2 separate regions of the Mus musculus genome follow, and region 1 is linked to region 2. Evidence: chromatin contacts called from public promoter capture Hi-C data. All regions are on one chromosome and are shown on one strand. The core of a region is the stretch at or near the end of the contact, and the rest is flanking DNA. Distances in the headings are between cores, read along the strand shown. Region 1 overlaps Runx1t1 (RUNX1 translocation partner 1). Region 2 holds the start of Pdp1 (pyruvate dehyrogenase phosphatase catalytic subunit 1).

Region 1 (2,860 bases), core at 117-2,616, 1.8 Mb before region 2:
TACATGAGACCTTGCTACAAATAAAAAGCCACAATACCCCTTTTAAAATGAACAGCATAAGATGAACACCATAAGATGAACATCATAATATTTAACATAACATTCATTTAACATAACATGACATTCAGGACTGATGAGATGGCTCAGTGATTAAGAGTGCTGACTGTTCTTCCAGAGGTCCTGAGCTCAATTCCCAGCAACCACATGGTGGCTCATAACCATCTTTAAGAAGCTATGATGCCTTCTTCTGGTCTGTGGATATATGCAGCAGAACAATGATAAATTAAATAAATAAATAAAATTTAAAAAGGCAAACATAACATTTTAAATAAAAAGTACTATAATGATTTCATAGCTTTGTAGTAACAAACATATTGTATTATACTAAAGATGTTACATATGAAATTTTTTTAGTTATGTTTCCTTTGAAGTTTAAAAAGTCCTTATTAAAACAGTAATATTTAAATAATTATAATCATAAAAACCTTAAGTTGAACTTCAAATTTCTGAATTTTTCATCATTTTATTACATTCATTCTTAGATTAAAATTGTCAGATAGTGCTTGTTTACCTTATATAATTGTCAAGCTTTATGTAAGTGTAATCAAGAATAGACTACGTGATGGGTAAGGGGAATCATGGATGGATGAGTGGATGTATGGATGTGTGGGTGGATGTGTGGGTGGGCGGATGTGTGGGTGGGTGAGTGGGTTTATTCTCTTATAAGAAACTGGTAGAGATACAGGCAATACAGGACATGGCAGAGCAAAAGCCAAGTCTAGTCTCGGCTGTTGATAAAAGACCTTGATTGGCAGCTGTCATTCTCCACATTTTATGAGTGTGAAGACAAATGCGATTCCTGCAAATTCTCAGGAAAGGTGGCAATGGGGAGTCCACTGGAGACTAGGTTACAGAATCGATAGGGAAGCATGGCTCACAGGACCAAGAAGATGTTGAGTTGTCAGTGTTTCTGTCAGGTTTCTCAAGATGTGAAAACGTAAGCAGTGTGGAAGTTGTGAACAAAGTAAATCAAAACCCACTGTCCCTCATATATTCACCGAGAAAGTTCCTGAAGTTAGCTGGGAGATGCATTATCAACATCCCCTCGCCTCCTCTGCTTCACCAACCGCTCATGAAGCACTGTAGGTAAGGCCACCGAATACTCAAGAGGATCAGACCAAGGAAGCAGGGACAGAGAGACCAAATAAGCAGCAAGCAGATCTGGAAATGACCCCCAATTGTCTGAGCACAAAGTCTAGGCTTTCGGGGAGTGGATGGTTGTGATTTCAGGAGGTAGAGAGACTTGCCTGGAATTAATGATGCAGCCCAGAATCTGCTCAAATTCAGAAGAATCCTTTTGTGGTTGCTCTCCTAGGGTGGGGATTTCCCAGGTATGCATACGCATCACAATACCAGGCAAGGCCACCTTCTTTTCTGCTGCAATCAGCCCCCACCCCCCACCCCCTCACTGCAAGCCCGTGTTGTGCAAGCAAGGAGACTCGGGAGTCAATGGATTCTACCATGAGCATGCCATATATAACTTAACAGAAGAAGCAGTGAAAGGTAGTCCTAGTGGGGTGGCTAGAAAAGATGGAGACTCCTAAGTATGATAGATACAGGTAAAATTCTGATACCTAAAAGAAGAATAAATGCTGCATTGAAAATATCAGAAATAACAGCTTACACGTAGTGGAAAGAATATAAAAAAATCAATTCCAAAATAAACTTCCAAGCACTGATACAAATTTAACATTTCCATGAATATAGTCTCCATTTTCTCAAAGTCATTTACTCATATGAAGAGATTTGTAATTTAATTTTTCTGCTTTAAATTACATGTCAGGTCGCAATCTCACACCCAAGTTACTGTCTACAGCATGGCTACTATATCCTTTAAAAAAAAAATCAAATTCAACCTATGGATGAGACCATTATAGGAAAACCAATTCTCCCTGCTAACTTTTCCTCTTTCTACTGAAATCAACTGTGCTGCCGCTACCCAAGCTCAAGATGTATGTAGCATCTGGACTTTGTTCAAAGCTTTTTTCTTCCAAGTAACAACTAACTACTCTGTGAATCTCCAACTCAGTCTTCAGTCCCTTCATGCTTTAAACATCTTCCTGCACAGATCTGAGCTTGAAATTCCCCTCTTGAAATTTGTTCTCAGTCTGCAGAAACAATCCCCATTTAGCTTTATAGACTCCTGGAGGCTCTAAGTAACTTAGGGATAGGCCATGCCTTCCTGTCTTTACATTCCTGGGGTCCTCAGCAAAGCCTTTTCCTAGGCTCAAGAAAACTCAGTGGGTTTCACATTAAATTTAATCCTTGGTCAGGCTAGCAAGCTAGAGGACGGCCAGCTGTAGCCCATTCTTAGCTCAGAAAGCGCATGCCAAAACACCAAAATATAAACATAAAAAAGAAACTGAAATAAGAAGAGTTTCAATCATAGTGTGCAATCTCTGAAACTCATTTACACTTAGAGACAATCCTTACGTAGTTATAACTCAGTTATTACGAGATAGGATGACATGGTGGCCAAAGGCATAAATGGGATGAAGGAAATTATGCAGATAATTAAACTAAGCGTGCCTGAGTTAAATGGAACACTGACACCATGGCCTTTGTTCTTTCAGAATCACAGCTATTTCATCCTTAGAAGCCCATATGCCCACTTACATATCGCTTCAGATTTTCCCTGCCTTGCAAGGGAAAAGAAGTATGCTTGTATCTCATATATGACTCATATATGACATTATGATGGGTACAAGGGTAAAATATCAGTGTAAGCCCCTTCATAGTTACAGGGAACTACTTTGGCAGTCCTCAGTATGCAGGCTTCTCACTAGGAAGAACTTCAGGA
Region 2 (2,875 bases), core at 93-2,592:
TCTTGGCTTGTTTGTTCTTGGTTGGGGAAAGGTACCTATATTTTCCCCCTCACCAATCATCTCTGCCCGTAAGCCTCTTCTGGGGATGAGCAAATTCTCCAGTTTAGAAATAGAGGCAGCTTGAAAGATTTGGGGAATTATGAATTGCAGGTTTGGTTATATAAGGTTTTTCCTTTATTACATAAAAATTTAAATACTTCAGGATTAATAAAATTTCACAGTAAACTTGGGAGTTCATCTATCTAGTCCAAATTACTTTGTAAACTTTATTAGTTAATAAGGTGTAGAATAAATCAACGTAAACTCATTAACACTGGGCAGAAGCATAGCTTCTCCCAAGAAAGTTTCATGTCATGAAGATGGCATCTATGTGGATGTAGGTAAGTGAAGAAGGCACTGTCCCATAAAGAGACAACCGCAGATGGCAGCAAGAACCCTTAGTGTGTTGTTTAGCACATCTTAAGCCTAACCTCACCCCACAGATAGGCAAACTGAGTCTCATGGGAGGAAGATGGATTTTTGTCACTGGGAATAACTTGAAAGGCTCTTCTGACTCCAAGTTCAGTGCTCTTCCCACTTTCACTGGCTGCATTTTAAAATTCATAACTCTGAATGAGTCAGGGACCAAGGAGGGAATGCTGATTTCAAAGTCCTTCCAAGAACAAGAGCACTCGTGTTATTCTTATCTACAAAGATAAGAATTCCTTCATCAAACTTCCTTTTGCTTTTGTTTACAGCTTCCTAGCCCGGAGACATAAAAATAATTGACTATCAATCCGACCTAATAACCCTAAAATCAGCAACTTGATCTTGAATGAATGAAGCGAGACACCGCCGAGACGCTCTGCCACGCCTCAATTGTGTTGTTCCCGCGGTCTACCTGGGGCAGCCCAGTGCAGAGGAGGCTTGGCTCTCAGGCCAGCCCAGAGCAGCACGCGGGGCCCAGCAGAAGTGCCAGGCATTCGCGAAAGCCCGCCCGCCAGGAAGCAACTGGCTACCAAAGCGCCACGCGCTCAGGGATGCTGGATCCCGCCCAGGCGCTTCCCCATCTGGGAGTCCAAACGCAACCCAACCAAGGCTGTCCACCTCGCGGCACGCGCAAACCCACCTTCACCAGCAACAGGGCGTGGTCACGGGGCGCGCGCACGCGTGGAACCAATAGGCTAGCCGCGCCAAATGGAAGGGATTGTCTGACCTCCGTGACGTCACAAAACTGGCGGGGAGCGCGCCCTCTTCCGCCCCCCGCCCCTCTGGCCCTCCGGGTCCCGCCCACCCGCCATTGCGCAGCCAATCAGAAGGCGAAGAGCTCAAGAGCGCCTGTGGGGGCGGGGCAGGGTGGAGGCCGGGCGAGGCAGGGGCGCGGAGTGGGCTGGCCTGGGCCGAGCTGCAGCGCGCCGGGGTGCTGCGTGGTGCTGAGTGAGGGAAGGACGCGCACGGAGGGGTGCGGCCGCCACCCGGGGCAGACCGCAGCGGGTGCTCGACTGTGCCCGGTTGGTATCCTCGTCCACCGCTGCCGAGTCGTGAGGGGGCGTCAGGGCGGTGAAGTGGAGGGCGCGCGTGGGGAGCGGCCGCGGGTGGAGGGCCGGGTGCGCGCGGAGCCTCGGTCGCGAGGAGCTGCCGCGGGTCCCGGGCGGCACCCGGCTGTCAGCGCGCGGGGCGCCCGCTGTGGCCCGGGCGTGTCTGCCTCGGCTCCCCGCTGACACGCTTGGCCCCGCGTGGCGGAGCCGGCTGCCCACGGCGGGCTGTGCCTGGAGCTCTGCGGAAGCGGGCGCGGCGTGGGGCCGGGCGGGCCTGAAGATGCTGAGTGCTTGTGGGCTCGGTGCGCTGGCTGCATGGAGCGGCGGCGGTGCGCCTGTCCGGGCTCCTGGAGTTGCCCGCCGGGGGCTGTGATGCCGCCTCGCCTGCCGGGTGGGTTTGTTTGGTTTCTTCTTCTCCCCTCCCCTTTCTCCCCCCTCCATTCTCTCCTCCCCTCCCAGCCCATTCACTGGGCTGCTGCGAGACCTCGCCCCTCCTCCGCTCCCGCCTCCCCGCCGCCGCCTCCTCTAATGAGCATCTCTGCTTTGCTTTCAATGGGCCGCTGCTGCTGTCGCTGCTGCTGTCCGCGCGGGTTGTGGATGTTGTCGGCTCCGTGTTGTGATGACAGGAGAATGTGTGTGTGTCCCGGGCCCAGACGAATTGGTAGGTATTCACATAACTACCTGTGTTGGGTACCCAGGGAAGGATGGTGACTGATTTTGTGTATGAATGGATGGCTCTAGGGGTCCTCATGGAATTAAAGGGTGAGATAAGGAAAAGGAGACAAAGGCGCTCTGGACCAGATTTTATTTTTATTTTTATTTTTTGATAGCTTAAGTGTGATATTCTGGGACACACGAAACTGACCAAACAAGTGCTGGTTTGGTTCTTTGTGTTTTAAGGATAATGGCTTTTCTTCATTCTTGTAGACACTGAACTTGAGCTGTGAAATGGCTAGGCGTTTCCAGAAAATGCTGAAAAATTACAAATCTTAATGCAGGGCGTTTAATGCAATCAGATTACATAAACGGAGGTTCTGATACGTGTAATGAAAAGTGTAGTATTTATTTTCATTTGCGTTAGAATCTTTGCAAGACCGAGAAGCTCCAGAGTAGGCGCACCAGTAGCATTTTTCTAATCGATTTGGTCCATGGGTTTATTGATTAAGTGGAATAAAATCTTGACACAGGCTTTGCCCAGCACACCACAAAGAATGGATGGGGCTCTTTCTGTTTCTGGTTCCGGCGCGCGCACCTTTTTATTACTCATTGGCAACATCAGCCAAATCTGCCCAAGACTGATACGTACAATGTTGCCAAGTGTGGGCCATGATGGTGTATGAACTTTAAAAAATAAATAA

What was found. Promoter capture Hi-C pulls out the DNA fragments that hold promoters and counts their contacts.
Region 1: a promoter capture Hi-C map of stem cell-derived epiblast-like cells shows a contact between it and region 2, with 6 times the contacts expected there. The contact joins the enhancer-like site here to the promoter of Pdp1 in region 2. A contact is called at or near these places in 6 of 39 promoter capture datasets (the 3T3-L1 cell line, 3T3-L1-derived adipocytes, the HPC-7 cell line and 3 more) and 2 of 115 datasets of contacts at active chromatin or transcription factors (astrocytes and embryonic stem cells).

What each region holds. Positions count from the first base shown.
Region 1 is chr4:13,802,522-13,805,381 of GRCm38.p6, reverse strand. The region is part of intron 1 of Runx1t1 (RUNX1 translocation partner 1); the gene reads right to left. Among named protein-coding and RNA genes, the nearest start is that of Runx1t1, 19 kb to the right of the region's middle. Within about 2 kb of position 1,366, at least 10 of the 459 cell types and tissues checked have an H3K27ac peak or open chromatin away from gene starts, as enhancers often do. A contact at or near this core is called in embryonic stem cells and stem cell-derived epiblast-like cells, where this site is marked.
Region 2 is chr4:11,964,917-11,967,791 of GRCm38.p6, reverse strand. Pdp1 (pyruvate dehyrogenase phosphatase catalytic subunit 1) reads left to right here and starts at 1,342. Exons shown (of 3, transcript NM_001098230.1): 1 at 1,342-1,490; 2 at 2,144-2,178. The coding sequence starts at 2,148. 1700123M08Rik (RIKEN cDNA 1700123M08 gene) reads right to left here and starts at 1,218. Exons shown (of 5, transcript NR_040577.1): 1 at 1,109-1,218.